Linked DNA regions of Sus scrofa: regions 2 and 3 are each linked to region 1. Evidence: chromatin contacts called from public HiChIP or PLAC-seq data. All regions are on one chromosome and are shown on one strand. Each heading gives the region's core, a stretch centred on a gene start, on an enhancer-like site or on the middle of the called end of the contact. The rest is flanking DNA. Distances are from core to core; before and after follow the strand shown.

Region 1 (3,945 bases), core at 651-3,150:
GGTAATGATACATATTTATCTAAACAAAGGGAACAACAAAAATACCAAACCATGCTTGAATTGTGGTAGATTAAGAGAATGTTAGAGTGAAGGGGAAAACTGATAAAGTCTATTACAGTTTTAAATGACTATGATACTAACTCAACCTTTTTTTTTAAACTGAAATTGCCTGTACCTCCTCTCCAAACAGACAGACTTCTTTTAAGAGGAAGGAGTTCCTTACACAATATACTTTGTATTCACAGAAATCTATGCTATTCAGAACAAAACCAGTTCTGCTGGCAGATTGTGAGATCGCAGGGACATTTAAGTTGTCATTAAAATGGAAAGCAATCAAATCTTTACATCTACAAATTATACATTTAATAGTTCCACAAATTTGGCAAAGTTCGTGATGACACCTAGGTTGTTTTCACCAAATCGTAGACGTAAATATGGAAATCATCATCAAACTTGATGAAACAGACAGACGGTTTGGCCTCTACTTGATGGATGACCATGCCAGTCCTTTTAGAGCCATCTTCTTTGGCATATTCCACTTGTTTGCCTACCAGGTTGTCCACAACTTCTGGTTCTCTTTCTGCTGGAGGTGAATCAATAGAATCAGGCATAATGTGAAGGTCTCCTTCTTTATAATCATCCAAGAGTTGGTACATATACAAGACAGGATCTTTCTCATAGGTGATGTAAAACCACGTGCTCATTACAGGGACACGGGCTAGGACCATTCCCCTCCACTCGGCCTTAGAGCCATCCTCGGTCTCAAACACGTGCTTCACTGCTTTGCCAATCATCGTGTCCGCTAGGTGTGCATCGCTGATTTGAGATGTTGCAACTCTATCGGGGAGGACTTCAAGCGCAGAAACCCTTTCATCTTCATTAAGTTCTAGTCCATAAACACAGTCAACTCCATCGTATTTTATAAGATACAAAGAAGGATTTACAGGCACCTGGTCCAGAACGGTTCCTTTCCACTGGGTGACAGGGCCTTCTCCCTCTTTCCACCCATGCTGAATCCTGCAGCCTACGATGCTCCGCGGAGGCTGGGAAACTGGTGTGCTGGTGCCCACACTGCTCCGATGTGTTTTGTGGGACGACTTTTTCTTCATCTTCATCATGCTTGCCGACACACCAGTATAGGCCTGCATCAGCTCTGGACCGCTGGCCAGGTGCCCTCATTCATCTGTGATTAGGTGACCAGCAGAACTTCTGGAGAGGATGAAAAGTTCAAGATTCTCCAATTTGAAACTTCTCACGGAATTCCAGTGTTCTTATTAATCCATCATCCAAATGCCGCTTTTACAAGTTCAGCAAAAGTTTGAAATCATGAGGCCTTTGCGGGGCGGCGGAGGCCAACGTCCGCAGCCCCGCGGGCCCCGCCTTCCAGCGCTGCGTTCGGGCGGGGCCGGAGGTACCCGGCCGGCCGGACCGCGCTGCCCCGCCCCCACCCGGCGCCGGCGGCCCCGCCCCCGCCTCCGGTCCCGCCCCCGGCTGCACCGCACAGGCGCAGTGAGCCGGCCGACTGCTGGAGACTTAGCGGCGTTTGTTGTTGTCCTGGAATTGCAAGTACTAAAAGGCCACGATTGGTTTTCGCTTCACTCTGTAAGAGGTCTAATATGCACAGTTCTTGCATTTCAAGCTCTTATGATTAAAGAAAACCGTACAGATAAAAATCGTAGGACAAACGAGCCCGCGCGGAGCCCAGGCACAGCGCGAGTAATAGGAAACACAAGAGGTCCCGGGGGAAGCCTTGCGTAGCACCAGCCAACGCTGGGCCGGAGTTCACGAACTGGGCCGGCTGCTCACATAAATCACCCACACCTCTCAGTGGCTAGAAAATCATGTCCTTTGCTTTGTCCTTTACAAACATTTGCAAACAAATTGTCCTCGACAAAGATTTGCAAACAAAACTTTTTAGCAGATCCTTAAGGTCTTTTGGAGGGGGGGGTGATAGAACTGCCTGAAGATGTCAGCAGCACCATCAAAACTTCCTTCTGGCTCTATTCGACCTTCTCTGTGCCACATCCGTGGGAGCCGGAAGCTTCTTAATAGTCTACTCACATTATACCTCAATCTAAAAAAAGTAATGAGCAGGAAAATTGAGTACTCGATGTGCCTCAAATGGCTTTCTATTTGGCTTGGGCAGCGGGGAAGTGGGAGTTTTTTAGCTCTTCTGTGGTGCTGTCGATATGAAGCACATTAAACGTGAGTCAGAGTGATAAGACTCTTCAAGGTTCTCTCCAGAAATTCGTTCTAAGACTTCTTAACGATGATAAAGAAACAAAAGTAAGATGCCCGAGGTCCCACTCGTTTTTCAGAGAGTCCCTAACTTTGGGGCAAGAATGTGTAATTTATTACTTGGAAGGAATTCATAATAACAATGTGTATTTATAGTTGAATGACATATATCCCAGGCCTTTAAAGCTGCTCATGAAGAGTTCAATGATTTCATAAGTTGGGCAACCAGCCCTCAATACTTTCTCTTCCTTACGGAATATGATTGACATTGGAGGGTCTGAGAACTTCTGCAGTGAAAACCCCTGGAAGACTTCAGGCTAAACAGAGAAACGAAAGTCTAATAGTGAATATTTCATACCTGCTCTGTGAGTGCACATTATAATCTTTCTCTTCTATTTCCTGTATAAAACCTTTAATAAGGTGTTCCTCTTGTGGCTCAGCAGATCACAAATCCAAACAGTATCCATGAGGATGCAGGTTTGGTCCCTGGCCTCGCTCAGTGGATTAAGGATCCAGTGTTGCTGTGAGCTGTGGTGTAGGTCACAGATGCAGCTTGGATCCCGTGTTGCTGTGGCTGTGGTGTAAGCTGGCAGCTGCAGCTCTGATTCAACCCCTATCCTAGGAACTTCCATATGCTGCAGGTATGGCCCTAAAAGGAAAAAAAAAAATCTTTTAGTGAGACTTTGAGATGAAGAGGGTGAGTTTTGGGTGAATATGAGGAGTTGCTGGGGGTAAGGCAAAAGGAAAGGCTGGCTTTGGGGGTCAGCTGACGTATGGGTTCCATGGACACTGCAGAGCGTACAGTGGGGTAAAGAAAGGTGCTGTGGGAGTTTGGAGGAGGAACGTGCATGGAAGGCTTGAGGAGATCAGGAAAGCTTCCTAGATGTGAAGGCTACATTGAAACCTGGAGGGCGAATGGGTGCCAGTTATCATTGCTATATAACAAATTACCTCAAAAAACAACCATTTCATTTTGCTCACAGCTGGGAGGGTCAGGACGTTGGGAGGGTCTTGGTTGGCTGTTTCTCTTGCCTTATAGACGGATCCCATCAATCTCTGCCTTCATTGTCATGTGGCATTCTCCCTGTCTTCCTCTTCCCAGGGTCATCTTCTCCTTGTGTGTGTCACTATGTCCAAAGTTCCTTTTATTAGCAAGGACACCGGTCCCATTATATTAGAGACCACTCTAGTCTAGTGTGACTTCATCATAACTTGGTTGTCTCTGCAAAGACCATATTTCCAAATAAGGTCACATTCAGAAGTTCCAGATGTTAGGTCTTGACATGCTTTCTGGGGGACACTATTCAACCCATAATAGAGAGTTAGGGCTGAATGTCTCAGGTGGCTTACTCCCTTGGCTGGTGGTTGAGGCTGGTTGTCAGCTAGGAGCTCAGCCAGGCTGTCGACCAGAGCATCTAAGTGTGGTGGTCTAAGAGTCATTGAACTTCCTGTGTGGTTGCTAACATCCTCCCCCTACCCCTCCCTCAGCAGACATCCTGAGAACTAGGAAGAAGCTTCATGGCCTGTTCTGGCCTTGCCTCAGAAATCACACAGCATCATCTCTGTCATACTTTCTTGGTGGAAGCAGTTTCAAGCTGTGGACCACACCTCCCAATAGAAGGAGTGCAAACTATTACATTCAGGATGGAAAAGCAATGAGGTCCTACTGTACAGCACAGGGAACTATATCTAATCTCTTGGGATAGA
Region 2 (3,945 bases), core at 810-3,309, 810 kb after region 1:
GCTCCGATTCGACCCCTAGCCTGGGAACCTCCATATGCTGAGGGAGCAGCCCTAGAAATGGCAAAAAAAACAAACAAAAAAAAAACAAAAAAAACAAAAAAAAAAAAAAAAGAATTGAGGAATGGCAGAGGGAGGGAGAGACTGGATATAGTTTAATTTGAAAACACAGCATGAACTCAGGTGATCTCCTAGAGATCATTCTTCTCTACAAATAAGATATGCCATGCAAACTAAACTCATATTCTTTATAAACCTCCCAAAACAGCAGCTTAGGAAACAGACATTTTGAGTTGCTGATCCCAACAGATTACCTGACAGTCTCTGAACACATGCCTGTGACCAAGATGGAGAAAAGCACATCTTAAAAATTTAATTTAATTTTTTTCTTTTTTTGTCTTTTGTCTTTTTAGGGTCGCACTCATGGCATATGGAGGTTCCCAGGCTAGGGGTCCAATCGGAGCTACAGCTGCTGGCCCACACCACAGCCACAGCAACATGGGATCTGAGCTGAGTCTTCAACCCATACCACAGCTCACAGCAATGCCGGATCCTTAACCCTCTGAGCGGGGCCAGGGATCGAACCCACAACCTCATGGTTACTAGTCTGGTTCATTAACAACTGAGCCACTATGGGAACTCCTTATTTTATTTTATTTTTTGCTTTTTAGGGCCATACCCACAGCATATGGGGTCGAATTGGAGCTACAGTTGCTGGCCTATGCAACAGCCACAGCAACGCAGGATCCAAGCCGCAATCTGCGACCTACACCACAGCTCACGGCAACGCCACGGATGGAAACTGCATCCTCATGGATACTAGGCGGATTCGTTTCCACTGGGCCATGATGGGATCTCCGAAAAGCAGATATTTTGCCTTTTATTTATTTATTTATTTTTTGTCTTTTTGCTATTTCTTTGGGCAGCACCCGAGGCATATGGAGGTTCCCAGGCTAGGGGTCGAATCGGAGTTGTAGCCCCTGGCCTACGCCAGAGCCACAGCAACGCGGGATCCGAGCTGCGTCTGCAACCTACACCACAGCTCACGGCAACGCCGGATCGTTAACCCACTGAACAAGGGCAGGGACCGAACCCGCAACCTCATGGTTCCTAAGTTGGATTCGTTAACCACTGCACCACGACGGGAACTCCTATTTTGCCTTTTAGAAAGAGGGTGTTCTTTCACATCTGTGTAATAGTACAGCATAAACCTTACAGAAGGGGCCACTGACCTACTGTTTGCAATTAGGCATGTGACAGAGTAAGCTATCTAACCTCTCTTTCATTCTTAATTTTCTCTTCTGAAAACTGGTGAGGACATTACTGCATCTCCCAGGGTGCCTTGAAGGATTAAATATGATATATGATTATCTATGTCGAGTACACAGCATACAACATGTGTTCACGAAACAATAGCTACTACAGTTTAATGGACTCACAGGGAGTAGACCATCATAACCAGATAGTATTATTTAATGAGTTGACACAAAACTTGAGAACCAACACACTAACAGTTAAAACAAACAAACACAGAGATCATAATAGGTTAGGTAGGGGTCAAAACTATAAGCAATGGGCCAACGTCTGTTTTGCAAAAAAGAAAGAGAAAAATCTTACTGGAACATAGCCATGCCTCATATCTTAAAAATTATTATTAAATCTAGGCGATATATGGGTTTTTGTTACATGGCCCCCCTTACATTTCTGTCAAAAAATGTCAACTTTAAAAAGGTATTTAAAAACAAAAGAAAATTTCTTCACAATAGGTTACACTATTAAGATAACATGGGTTTTAATTATATTACTTAAAAAACAAAACTAGCTTAGATAGGAGTATTCAGAGCAAAGGAAGTGTAAGCCTCTTTGCCGTTAAAAGACCCAGAATATTCTGACCTCACCATTTCAAGGGGCACTGATGTCCAGATATCCAGAGGAAAGTAGGATGGCATGAGCTATAAAAATAGTTGTATGAGGAAAGTGTCAGGACACTTAGCACAAGGAAGGAAATACAGTAGCTGTTCTCAAATGTCTGAAAAAAAGAAAGTGAAAGATCCAACTAAAGCCACACGGACGCAGACCTCATAAAGCCACACCAAAAACAAACACTTGCAAAGCAGAAGGCTCCACAGAACTCAAGTCCACAAAAAAGGGGAGGCAGGGCAAGATAATTACCCAAGTTAGGGATGTTATAGAATGAGTCTTTCACTGGGTGGAAGAGGAGACTAGATGGTTTCTAAGATCTAATTCTCAAACCCCAGGATTCCAGCGTCTTAGATGAAGACATGCTATAGACAAATTTGGGAATTATATACTAAATTTCAATTCTAGAGCTATCATGTCAGTTTAGTTAAATTAACATTCCAATTCTGAACTTCCCACTTTCCCTTCAACAGGCACTGTGTTCAAATGGACAGTAAAGGGAGAAAGTTAGATGCACTGGAGGCAACAGCACAGGCAGAGGACCAAAGCACAAAATCTGTTTGGCCCATTGACGTTACATCATAAATATGTTTCTGTGTATGGCCCAAGAGCTTATGCTTTAGGAGCCAGTTCTTGGTGTTGGCAATTTTGTGTTCTAGCACATCAAGAAAACTATTTAATAGTATGCCTGGCCACAAAAACCCTTGTGTATGCCAAAGGAAAGGATTCTACAGCATACCACTCATAATACACAAACAGTTAATAAAAACATTAGTAAAAGCAAAAGTATTTGATGTGTAAAACCATCATGCCATTAAGTTAAACGGAAAGCTAAACTGTCTTCGTTACATGTCTCCACCTTGTATTTCTGACTCAATCTAAATACCAATTCTGAAGAATGGCATCAAAATGGTTATTACAATGTTTAAAAATCTACTTTAGGAAAACTACAAACTGTTGTTTTTTTTTTTTTTAGCAGTAACAACTACTACTCTGAGGGTAGACAGCAACTATTAAAAAAACAGTGGAATTCCCATTGTGGTTCAGCAGGTTAAGAATCTGACTAGTATCCATGAGGATGCGGGTTTGATCCCAGGCCTTGCTCAGTGGGTTAAGGATCTGGCATTGCCACAAGATGCGGTGTAGGTGGCAGGTGCAGCTTGATCTGGCGTGGCTGTGGCTGTGGCATAGGCCAGTAGATGCAGCTCCAATTTGACCTCTAGCCTGAGAACTTCCATATGCTGCAGGTGCAGCCCTAAAACGAAAATAATAATGATAATAAAAAATAGTAAGGAGGAGTATATTTTATGTTTCAGTCAATACAAATATTTGCAATGATGCCTAAAAAGTGGTGGAGGAAGACTTAAATGAGGGTGATTTTCTGAAGAAGTGCTTATGGAAAGATAAGTCAATAGTAAAAAAAGTTCCAATATAAAAAACTAAAGTATTTTGTAATTTAAGAATACACAATCTAATACTTATCGCATATTGATAATGTTTAAATATGTACTAAAATGTATCTGTAAAGTAAGAAAACTTGGATGTCAAGATATGGACCCTAAGGGATACTATGTGACAGGGGCTAGCTCTGAACTCTTCCTACACTTACTTGCAAAACGCAAACAACACTGTTTACTCACTATATGATTAATTTGAGGGATTAATGAGCACCTTACAAATTATAATATGCTCTATTAAAGTTATATTAGTCAATGCTAATGTTAATTTTAAATATATTTTACTGAATACAACTTGGAATCCTGGGATGCAAACCCAAAGAAGATTCCTTATTATGTAAAAATAAAATTTATTCTGGATAGATTTCATAGTATTTTAAGTAAATTTTTTTTTTTTTTTTTTTTTTTTGTCTTTTTAGGGCTGCACCAGCAGCATGGCATATGGAAGTTCCCCAGGCTAGGGGTCAGACTGGAGCTGCAGCTGCTGGCCTATACCACAGCCAGAGCAATGCAGGATCCGGGCCACATCTGTGAACTACATCGTAGCTCATGGCAAGGCCGGTTTCTTAAC
Region 3 (3,945 bases), core at 376-2,875, 550 kb after region 1:
AGTGAGTGCCATGAATTGGGTCATGAGATTGTGGAAATGGCAAGTCTGAAATGTACAGGGCAGGCTGGAAGGTTGATGCAATCTTGAGGCAGAATTTCTTCTTTCTCAAGAAAATCTGCTTTGTTCTTAAGGCCTTTTGACTGATTGGATAAGGGACACTCAGATTATCAAAGATAAACTCTTTTAGTTAAAGCTTACTGACTGTCAATATTGATAACATCCACAAACTCCCTTCACAGGTAAACCATAGATTAGTGTTTAATTTAATAACCAGGTACCAGAGCCTAGCCTAGTTGATACATATAATTAACCATCACAATATTCTCCTCCATTCTCCCTGCTCTTATTTGCATGTTAGCGAGTTTGTCAATAATCTCCTTTTTTTTTTTTTTTAAATGGCCACACCCAGGGCATACGGCAGTTCCTGGGCCAGGGACTGAATCCAAGCTGCTGCTGTGAACTGTGCCACAGCTGCAGCAATGCCAGATCCTTTCACCCACTGCGCCGGGCCAGGGATTGAACCCATGCCTCCCAGCAACCTGAGCTGCTGCAGCCAGCTTTTTAACCCACTGTGCCACAATGGGAACCCCTCATTATCCCTGTTAAAATCAGAAGAATAAATCTAGGGAGTTTCCACTGTGGCTCAGTGGTAACAAACCCGGCTAGTATCCATGAGGATGCGAGTTCAATCCCTGGCCTCGATTAGGGGGTTAACGTATCTGGCATTGCTGTAGCTATGGCATGGGTCACAGCTGCAACTCCACCCCACATTGCTGTGGCTGCGGTGTAGGCCAGCAGCTGCAGCTTCAATTCGACTCCTAGTCTGGGAACTTCCATATGCTGCAGGTGCAGCCCTAAAAATAGCAAAGAAAAAAGAAGAAGAAGAAGAAAGCTAGAACCAGTACTCCTTATTGGATTTAGCAGGACAGTGTATTATATCCCTTGTTCTGGCCTCAATGTTTCTACTAATATAGCCTCATTCCAGGAGTTCAGAAAGTGGATTAGGTGTTTCTTATAAGGTTGCATGTGAAGTAAAATTTCTAGGACTTTTTCTTCCTGAACTGCTTCTCAGCCAATCGCTCTTATTCCACCACTAGAAGGAAAACAGTGAGTAGATCTGTCATACCTCAAGGGTAAGAAAACTCGAGTAAATAAACTGCGTTAACATGTGAGGGACTTTCTCAGCACAAGATCTACGTGGGATTATAGCATGCCAGAAATGAACAAGATCGTAAACATCTTAGCTTGCCAGGGGCCTGCAACTTGCTCTGAGGTAGCGCTGTCGACTTCCTGTCTCAACTGACAGCCAGTTTCATCTCTGGAAAGCTAACTGTGAATTAGGACCAAATTCATTACCCTTATGCACGTATATTCATTTTCCATGCTCAGAAGGCTCACATGCCTTCCTGTTACTACCATCTGCTTGTCTTTTAATTCTTACCAGTTTTTTGATAAGTACAATCCTTATCTCTTCATGGATGAGAAAATACTCAGTTTTAGTTCCTCAAAACCACACTTCTAATAAGTTCGAGAAACAGCACTTGAAATCTGACCTTCTAGGAGTTCCCACTGTGGCTCAGCATTAACGAACCTGACTCGTGTCCATGAGAAGGCAAGTTTGATCCCTGGCCCTGCCCAGTGGATTAAGGAGCTTGAAGTGCCATGAGCTGTGGTGTAGGTGGCAGATGCGGCTGGCTCAGATCCTGCGTTGCTGTGCTGTGGTGTTGTTGGCTGGCAGCTACAGCTCCGATTCAGCCCCTAGCCTGGGAACTTCCATATGCCATGGGTGTGGCCCTCAAAAGAAAAAAGAAAAAAAAAAGAATCAGACCTTCTAATAGTTCTAAGATAGTGAGATAAACATCAAAACAGACAAAAGCTAAAAGCTATGAATGGATAAGTGGATGAAAAAGTTAGATCTGGACCTTAAAAATATGATTAGAGTCCAATGCAAGGAAGCTGGAACAGCAAATGAGGCTGTGAAATTTCCAAAAATTGGGTCTGCCTCTTCATTCAAAGCTCACGGGGTGACAAGCAGATGCTTAGCAACTCATACAACACATATTTGCTGAACTTGATCCACGCAAGACACTGCTTGGGGTGACAAATGACACAAAGATGTCTAAACTGAAATCTTTACCCTTAAAAAATTTACAATCTAGAGTTCCCGTCGTGGCTCAGTGGGTTAAGAACCTGACTGATATCCTTGAGGATGTCGGTTCAATGCAGCTCTGATTAGACCCCTAGCCTGGGAACTTCCATATGCTGCAGGTGCAGACATTAACAAAAAACCAAAAAAAATCTAGTGGGGGACACAAATTAAGAAGCCAAATCACCACAGTAAGATATGTATTCATCTACAAATACTTAGAAATTTCTACATGCCCTCAAGACAGTCATGAATAAGACATAGGTAATAAAATGGGAATAGGAATTATCCTCTATCTGATAGAGATATCTTTCTTCAGAGGAAGGCCCCTGGAAGATTGAATGGACTGGGAGAGCAATTAATGATGAATAACAACGTTGACAATTTCTAGTAAAATAAGCCAAGCACTCCCACCCCAAACCTTCTCATGCTGGACTTTGCATGGTTTTCAGGGAGAAACGATGAGGCAGGCACTAGCTATAATGAGAGCAGTGATTTTTCAGGAAAGGGATAAGTGGGAGTTCCCTGGTGTCGTAGCTGGTTAAGGATCTGGTGTTGTGACTGCTGTGGCACAGGTTGGGAACTTCCACATGCCAAGGGCTCAGCCAAAAAGAAAAAAAAAAAAAGTGAAAATATTAAAGCCTGAAAATAATTAAGCCTAATTTAATTTAATATTAAATTAAAATTAAATATTTTACTATTAAAATATTAAGGCCTTTATCAGAGCAGTAAAATTAGTACCCATGGATGGAAAGATGAGAAGTACTAGATGATGGAATTATAAGTAAATTATAAATAAATCATTGGCCATGCCCTAAGTCAAATAAATGTCAAAATCAAATAAATGCTATAGAAATCACGGTCCAAGGACATGTTAAAAATTTTACAATAGGAGTTCCCATTATGGCTCAGTGGTTAATGAATCCAACCGGGAACCATGAGGTTGCAGGTTCAATCCCTGGCCTCACTTAGTGGGTTAAGGATCCGGCATTGCCATTAGCTGTGGTGTAGGTAGCAGACACAGCTGGGTTCTGGTATTGCGGTGGTTGTTGTGTAGGCCAGCAGCTGCAGCTCCAATTCGACCCCTAGCCTGGGATTGAGAACTTCCATGTGCCGTAGGTGTGGCCCTAAAAAGCAAAAAAAAAAAAAAAAGATAAAATAAAAACTAAATTAAAAAAGTGAAGTCTTCCTATTTCAAACATGTGTTACGAGTTATTTTACCCCAACCCTTCTAGCATGCCATCATTCTTCTATATTTCCCATAATCCCAGGAATGGAATATGCTTTATGGTAATCATCCATGAAAACAAACACTAGCTGGAATCATTACAGATTGCACGAATCATGGTGCTATACAATGTGACAGGTGCGCATGAGAAGTTTGAAGTAAAAACTGGAGGAAGGGTTCAAGGATACTTCGTGGAGTTGTAATGAGCCATCACGAAGGGGTTTTTAGAGCCAGGTTTTCAATCCTGGGTAAGATTTGACCTAGCAAAACTGAAATGAGGTTAAGAATAAATGGCACTCCTTTTGACAAGAATGCATGAGAATCCAAAAGCTCAATGGCCAAAAAAATGAAGCCTTTGTCAGGAAAAGACCAAATAATCTGTTTAGGCTGGCATATGGCACGAGGTAGGCAAGTCATCGGGCATTGGATTGTAAATGGGGCGAGGGCCAGAGTGTGTGGAGATTCCAGGTAAAGTGCGAAACAAAGTGGCTTGGCCCTTATTCAACAGAAAATAAAGTCATTGAAGGACTCAGCCGTTAAAAGGAAACAAATAATGGCATTTGCAGCAACA

What was found. HiChIP or PLAC-seq counts read pairs in DNA pulled down with a chosen protein or histone mark.
Region 2: an H3K27ac HiChIP or PLAC-seq map of alveolar macrophages shows a contact between it and region 1. The contact joins two enhancer-like sites. A contact is called at or near these places in 2 of 2 datasets of contacts at active chromatin or transcription factors (alveolar macrophages and skeletal muscle).
Region 3: a contact with region 1 is called in an H3K27ac HiChIP or PLAC-seq map of alveolar macrophages. The contact joins two enhancer-like sites. A contact is called at or near these places in 1 of 47 Hi-C or Micro-C datasets (embryonic fibroblasts) and 1 of 2 datasets of contacts at active chromatin or transcription factors (alveolar macrophages).

Annotation. Positions count from the first base shown.
Region 1 is chr1:29,107,576-29,111,520 of Sscrofa11.1, forward strand. It overlaps the pseudogene LOC110260030. Among named protein-coding and RNA genes, the nearest start is that of ALDH8A1, 49 kb to the left of the region's middle. Within about 2 kb of position 1,901, at least 56 of the 83 cell types and tissues checked have an H3K27ac peak or open chromatin away from gene starts, as enhancers often do. A contact at or near this core is called in alveolar macrophages, where this site is marked.
Region 2 is chr1:29,918,737-29,922,681 of Sscrofa11.1, forward strand. The region is part of intron 1 of TBPL1 (TATA box-binding protein-like protein 1); the gene reads right to left. Among named protein-coding and RNA genes, the nearest start is that of TBPL1, 16 kb to the right of the region's middle. Within about 2 kb of position 2,060, at least 15 of the 83 cell types and tissues checked have an H3K27ac peak or open chromatin away from gene starts, as enhancers often do. A contact at or near this core is called in alveolar macrophages, where this site is marked.
Region 3 is chr1:29,658,551-29,662,495 of Sscrofa11.1, forward strand. It overlaps a transcript of SGK1 not described here. Among named protein-coding and RNA genes, the nearest start is that of SGK1, 87 kb to the right of the region's middle. Within about 2 kb of position 1,626, at least 3 of the 83 cell types and tissues checked have an H3K27ac peak or open chromatin away from gene starts, as enhancers often do. A contact at or near this core is called in alveolar macrophages, where this site is marked.